2 separate regions of the Bombyx mori genome follow, and region 1 is linked to region 2. The links are chromatin contacts, called in public Hi-C maps. All regions are on one chromosome and are shown on one strand. The core of a region is the stretch at or near the end of the contact, and the rest is flanking DNA. Distances in the headings are between cores, read along the strand shown. Region 1 overlaps PKG-I (protein kinase, cGMP-dependent, type I). Region 2 has its middle 31 kb from the start of PKG-I.

What was found. Hi-C and Micro-C count contacts between places; a contact is called where the count stands out from the background.
Region 1: a Hi-C map of middle silk gland shows a contact between it and region 2, with 2.9 times the contacts expected there. The contact joins two enhancer-like sites. A contact is called at or near these places in 3 of 7 Hi-C or Micro-C datasets (middle silk gland, an unstated tissue and whole pupa).

The regions. Positions count from the first base shown.
Region 1 is chr3:6,281,161-6,284,410 of ASM3026992v2, forward strand. All of the region lies in intron 1 of PKG-I (protein kinase, cGMP-dependent, type I), which reads left to right. Among protein-coding and RNA genes, the nearest start is that of PKG-I, 25 kb to the left of the region's middle. Within about 2 kb of position 1,436, at least 3 of the 8 cell types and tissues checked have open chromatin away from gene starts, as enhancers often do.
Region 2 is chr3:6,225,073-6,228,574 of ASM3026992v2, forward strand. No RefSeq gene overlaps it. Among protein-coding and RNA genes, the nearest start is that of PKG-I, 31 kb to the right of the region's middle. Within about 2 kb of position 1,694, at least 4 of the 8 cell types and tissues checked have open chromatin away from gene starts, as enhancers often do.

The DNA of each region.
Region 1 (3,250 bases), core at 186-2,685, 56 kb after region 2:
TGCTCTGGGATTTATCTTATTATTATCTATCGATTCTTACATCTTGCCTTTAGTTTCATAGAATAAGACGTCCATCGCATTCGTGTTGAGCGATGTACCGGTGTTCGAATCACAGGCGGGTACCAATTTTTTCTAATGAAATACGTACTCAACAAATGTTCACGATTGACTGCCACGGTGAAGGAATAACATCATGTAATAAAAATCAAACCCGCAAAATTGTAATTTGCGTAATTACTGGTGGTAGGACCTCTTGTGAGTCCGCACTGGTAGGTACCACCACCCTGCCTATTTCTGCCGTGAAGCAGTAATGCGTTTCAGTTTGAAGGGTGGGGCAGCCGTTGTAACTATACTTGAGACCTTAGAACTTATATCTGAAGGTAGGTGGCGCATTTACGTTGTAGATGCCTATAGGTTCCAGTAACCACTTAACACCAAGTGAGCTATGAGCTCGTCCAGACATTTAAGCAATAAAAAAAAATATAGTGCTCGTAGTTTTCCTATGCTATGTTTATGGCATTTGCATGGCTTGTCAAGTGTAAGCCCTTAATGATTACGATTACTAATACTTCCAGTGTTGCTATATTCATTTCCTGATTTTTTTACCTTGCACCGGTTTCACTCATTAGAACACGTTTTCTAATGTTTTTTTTTTCCTTCTCTTTAACTATGAAGCATCAAATCTAACGTTCAATTAGTGTTAAAACGACAAAGTTGTCATCTTCAATTCGGTAAATTACAATGAATTGTCAATTGAGTGATCTATTTTTAGTGGCGGCCAGTGAGGCGCTGCGAGCCGATCTTTGCCGACGCAATCAATTTAACCGATTCCGGACATCGTTATTGGAATCGGTGACCGCTTTTGTGAACGAATTGCCAATGAATAGATTAATGTCAGTTTGCCATGTTTGGTACCTTTGAGTATTTTGTTTATTATGAAAATGTAAAATCTTCGATGCATTCTGTTTATTACAAAATACGGCCCACTGAGTTTCTCGCCGGATCTTCTCAGTGGGTCGCGTTTCCGATCCGGTGGTAGATTCTGCGAAGCACTGCTCTTGCTAGGGTCAGTGTTAGCAACTCTCCGGTTAGAGCCCCGTGAGCTCACCTACACACGCTAGGGTAAGCTGACATTGCCTCTCAAGGCTATCAGCATAGGTAGGAAAAAAAAAAACGATTTCCTGATACAGTTGGTTGATTAAATAAATATTTTTTAAACTTTTACTGTATTTGTAATAAAATACTTTAAAATTGCAGTTCACCCACTTGGTATCGTATATTTAAATTAGTGAATTTTTGCGTGATCCTGGTAAACATTTTGACAAGACAATTAATTGAAATAAAATCAACTAAACGAGTATTGTTAGATTCATTGGAATCTATAAGAAGCGCCATCTATGAGAACAATCTGTAAATTTTACAGCGCCACCATTTATTGAGTAGATGAACTATGGTTGCAAATTTTCGCCACTAGATGGCAAAAGCATAAATTATTTTTAAAGTAAATGGATTCTCATCTACTCTAATTTTAAATTAGATTACTGTTATTGTTTGTTATATTTTGTTACTGTTGTTCTTCATTCAGATTTTTTTTTACTTTTGAGTTTATTGTTTATACAATGTATAAGCTCGTTTGATAATTGAAACATAAATTAAAATAGGATATAGCGTCTATTTATATTTAACTTTGCTATTTTATATTCATCGAAAAACCAAAGCCGATATAGAATATTTCTGAAAGTGGTTGTAGTCTAGTAGTTGTACGCGCCCTACGGTGATTAATGTTCGTGTACAAAATTTTAACCAGAAAAAACTCGAGTATTAACAAAACCTACGGTGTCGACTTTGCAATTAAACTTCAATAGTTTCAAATCTCCTTGTTTAAATAAACCTCTCGTGCCGAGGTCTCGCCAAAGTGTTTGTTAAAATAACATTATCTTTTTATTATATGTATGAGGATATACAAGAGGATAGCATCCGTAATGTGTTTTGAAATTCCGCCTCATCGATTCAAATGTACGTTAGTCTTTTATTAAGTAGTTTCTTTATGTTTTATCTTCAAGTTTTATCGCTTTAGGACAGACTTGGTGCCCGAAAATGCCATACAGAGAAATATTCAAAACGAAAATCTGAACAATGTCTTTTGAAAAAGGGCTTTTTACTACGATTAAGTAGTTTCTTTATGTTTTATCTTCAAGTTTTATCGCTTTAGGACAGACTTGGTGCCCGAAAGTGCCATACAGAAATATTCAAAACAAAAATCTGAACAATGTCTTTTGAAAAACGGCTTTTCACTACATCCTTCTTGCGTCGATAATCCTCAATGCTCTCAGCATCGTGGCCATCTTTGATAACTATCTCCTGGATTATCCTGCCTCAGCCCTACCTATCATCGGCTGTGCGGATGGGATCGTTGAGTGTAGCTTTTTTTATGCTTGATGTATGATAGCCCGGGGGCCTTTCCAGTTTCACCAGGACAGGTGGGCGAGCAAAGGCTCAGCCAGGAGGGGTGGGATTTGCTAACAGCTGCCCGAGCGCCTCCGAAGTAGACCTAACAACTCATGAGCAGCAGCGTTGAGTGTGTCACTACATCACTTGTCAATAAATTTCAATGCTATGGGCAGTTTATTTTCTTGCTACAGAATAGCTACAGAAATACTACCAATAACTATTTGTAAATAATCTATATATCCATATATATAAAAATGAATTGCTGTTCGTTAGTCTCGCTAAAACTCGAGAACGGCTGGACCGATTTGGCTAATTTTAGTCTTGAATTATTTGTGGAAGTCCAGAGAAGGTTTTAAAGGTAGATAAAAATAAAAATGCTCGGAATTAAATAAAAATAACAATTTTGTTTTCCCTTTGATGTGTCCCCCGCCGCGTCGGACGGATACCTTTTGTTTGTTTTAAGTTTATTTTATACAAATGTTTAAGTGAGGCACTACGAAGTCTGACGGGTCCGCTAGTAAAATATAAATAATTGTGGTGTTCGCTAGTGCCTTGACTATTAAGCCTATGCCTGGAATCACGACGCAAAATAATCATTACGCTATTGTTTTTTTGTCTGTCACCAATGTAGATTGACCTCGGCCCAAATTCGTCCAGCTGTAGGTCATAAAAACGTATGCTTTCATTTAACGACGAATTTACGGGGAAATCAATTTTATCTCACGTATTTTTAAGAAAAAAATGTTACATTTATTTATTTATTAATACGCTTTTATTAGCTTCAGACGTATATGTATGT
Region 2 (3,502 bases), core at 444-2,943:
AGTTTGTTAATAACAATACATAGTTTGTTGAGTCACGCATTCTATTTTCCTTTGGTTTTGTTTTGGCATGATTACGTTAGGTATATTATGTTGATGTAAACTACACAATGGCTCTAACATTCCGGCGCAATTATCGATACTAATAATATAAACGTGAGTTTATTTGTTACGGTTTCACATCTTAAAGAAAATTTAACGATGACCATGAACCTTTACATGCATTTGGTTAGAGGCACAGAAAAGGACATTGGGTACATTTATCCAGAAACATAACATACCTACTACTATTCCCCAACTCACTCTAACTGGCGCCATCTAGGCGGGCTTCGGATAGCCTGCCGACTGAGAGGGCTGATGGTCGTCGCGCCGACGACCACCGGTCCGGCGTCCCGAAGGGGAGGGTGATGGGAGAGATGTGCTCCGCACTAAACGCTTCACTTTCCCCCCTTTGTCTTTTCATGAGTTTTGTCTCATGCGAGGTTTGGACGTTGTTTGTTGAGCGACAGGAGGTTTTAGTCGGTTCGACTCCGTTATGCTCCGCCCGCCATCCCCAGTGGAGGGCGGAGGTCCGGCAATTTCCTTCTGACAAAAAAAAACTATTATTCCCCAGAGGTGGTTTTTTTAAAATATTAACATGAGTAAATCTTCGCTAAAAACTACATATTTAATGAATTGCTGACATGAATTCGGATTCTAATCAAATACTAGGTTTTAGCTTTTGTTCAGCTGCCTATTTATGCCGTGAAGCAGTAATGCGTTTCGGCTTGAAGACTGGGGCAGTAGTTATACTGTAAAAACGGAGACATTAGAACTCATCTTTCGAAGTGAGTGGCAGCATTTAGATTGTAGATGTCCACGGGCTCCGGTAACCACTCAACACCAGACGGGCCGTAAGCTCGTCCATTTATCTAAGCAATAAAAAAACATGCCAGAGGTCATTATGAAATAATAGTGTTTTTCATATCGAAATAAACCTTAGAAGACGCCTTCGTGGCATACCCGTAGTAGGTACACGAATCGTAAACTTTCCGTCGTGTTATTCGAATTGTTATTGAGCGATAAGGAGTTGAATATTTTCTTGTTAGTTGTCGACTCGGCTGCGTATGCTTAGCATACACGCCCAGTCTAAATGCAGAACGTTTGGTATTTGAAATTTTAGTCCAGTAATTTAGTTTCAAAATATGAATTAGGTAATTTTAGCACGTTCCGCATAGAATTTGCGTAAGATTGTTTGAATTAAAATACAAAAGGATTTGTATGTGCAGCTTGAAGTAACTAAATTCTAGAGAAAGAAGCATTCAAGTCATATTTAATCCGGTTCCCCATTTATTATTGTTTTTAATAGGTGCTTATTATCTACTTAATTAATTTTTAATTATTTTTAATAGGTGCTTGTTACCTACCTACTTAATTAATTAGTAATACATTACTTATGTAGGTACTAATAACTCGGTACTTCATTGTTTACGAGGTAATTGGAAATGCTTATAAAAATATATTCATAGACACCTGAATTAAATTATAATATAATAAGTTGTACATAAAGATTTTCGAACTGACAGGAATTTCCTTTTTTTTTTTTGGCAACCGATATAATAATCGTTATACAAAATCACAACATAATTAAATAGTGCCATCTATTAATATTTTTGAAGTTACATTATTGTTTTTGTTAATTTGCTATTCACCAATAGATGGCGGTTTGTGTAACGTTTTTTTATATAACGATAGATGGCGTTACGACTCTAAAACAACGATGTTCTATTAAGTTTTCTAGTTTGCTATAAAAATATTCACTTGAATATTGCTACAAATTACAACTGTAAAATAGAAATGAACAAGGTCGAATGTGACTAATGCAGAATGTGTCAGCTTCAAGAAATGAAATGCTCTATCTATCCAATAAATCTAATTTTGATGTTTCAGTCATCTTTAGGCACGTGTTACAATTATTACCTAAAGCTTTTTAGATATTATCCAAAATCAAACATTACCGCCATAAAGAACGTCAAACTATATGTATCAGTTTTGAAATTTCTATTTACTAAAAATATTCGAATCTGGAATAAAAATCAAAGACTTATAGCATTTCGATTTAAAATATGGTAACAAAAAGGTGACGAATTTATCATAATTATAATTCTGAAAAATATGGCGATTAACGAATACCTTTTATTTCTGTTAAACCAGATGTTGGATACTTTTTTTTAATATTTCTTAATTTTTTTATTACTGAAGTATTGTATGTAAAAAAAAAACTAAAACATGTAAAGCTACAGATAAGAGAAGCATCTATCAGTTTAAAGTATCCACTTATTGAAATTTTCCTTCGAAACAATACTGTTACAGATAACAGTCAATTACTTCACATTTAAATCATAAACAAACATATGAAAAAGTACTTTTAGATTTCCGTATAATGTTTATTCCTCGAAAATTTACTTAAGATATATCATTAGATGTCGCTTGCCTAACTTGTGCGCTTATCGTTCATTTCTCGATTCACAGAGTTGCCAGACTCGATGTGAATGCTTCAGATAACCAATTTTCTTTAACAGATTTCTTTGAAATATTTCCCGGATAAGATCTCTAATATGATGCTATTATGTTCCTGTTCTGTTTTTATTATTAATTATATTGAATGTTCGTTTTATTGTTCAATAATACTGTATAACAGATGATACCTGTGTGACGCATTATTTTGATTTTTTTAACGGAACAAATGCGTTTTTCTAAATGTGCGGCTTTTTTAAATATATATGTATATTTATTGCTTAGAATGGACGAGCTAATAGCCCACCTGGTGTTAAGTCGTTACTGGAGCCCATAGACATCTACAACGTAAATGCGCCACCCACCTTGAGATATAAGTTCTAAGGTCTCAAGTACCTATAGTTACAACGGCTGCCCCACCCTTCAAACCGGAACGCATTACTGCTTCAAACCGAAACACATTACGGCAGAAATAGACAGGGTGGTGGTACCTACCCGCGCGGACTCACAAGAGGTCCTACCACCTGTAATTACGCAAATTATAATTTTGTAATAAAATAATAAAAATAATAATCAGGTGAATATTAACATCATACCATTATTATACCATTCGACCGTGTGAATATTTTTCTTAGGGCAAGCCAGGGAGGCTTCTCATAGTTATAGCATCATACAGATTAGTCCATACTGAGTAATGAAGACGAATAACCATCGTCCAATATCATTATTTTTCATAAGAATTGGTCGCTCAGAAGGTGATGAATCCGCTGAGATTTCTTACTCAATATATCAACTCGACGGTAATCTAAGATAAAACGTTGACATAGAATAAGTTCAACATACAACCAAACCAAAAAAATATGTTTTTGTCAGGAGAAATTTCCAGCATTTTCGTTTCCCTGAATTGGCAACCGTACAGTTTGTTAGCTGCATCGCATCTCGTAGACTACGGCCAGCAAATATTATATGTCCACACGTCTCTCCTCTGTCTTCCGCTATCAATTTAAAT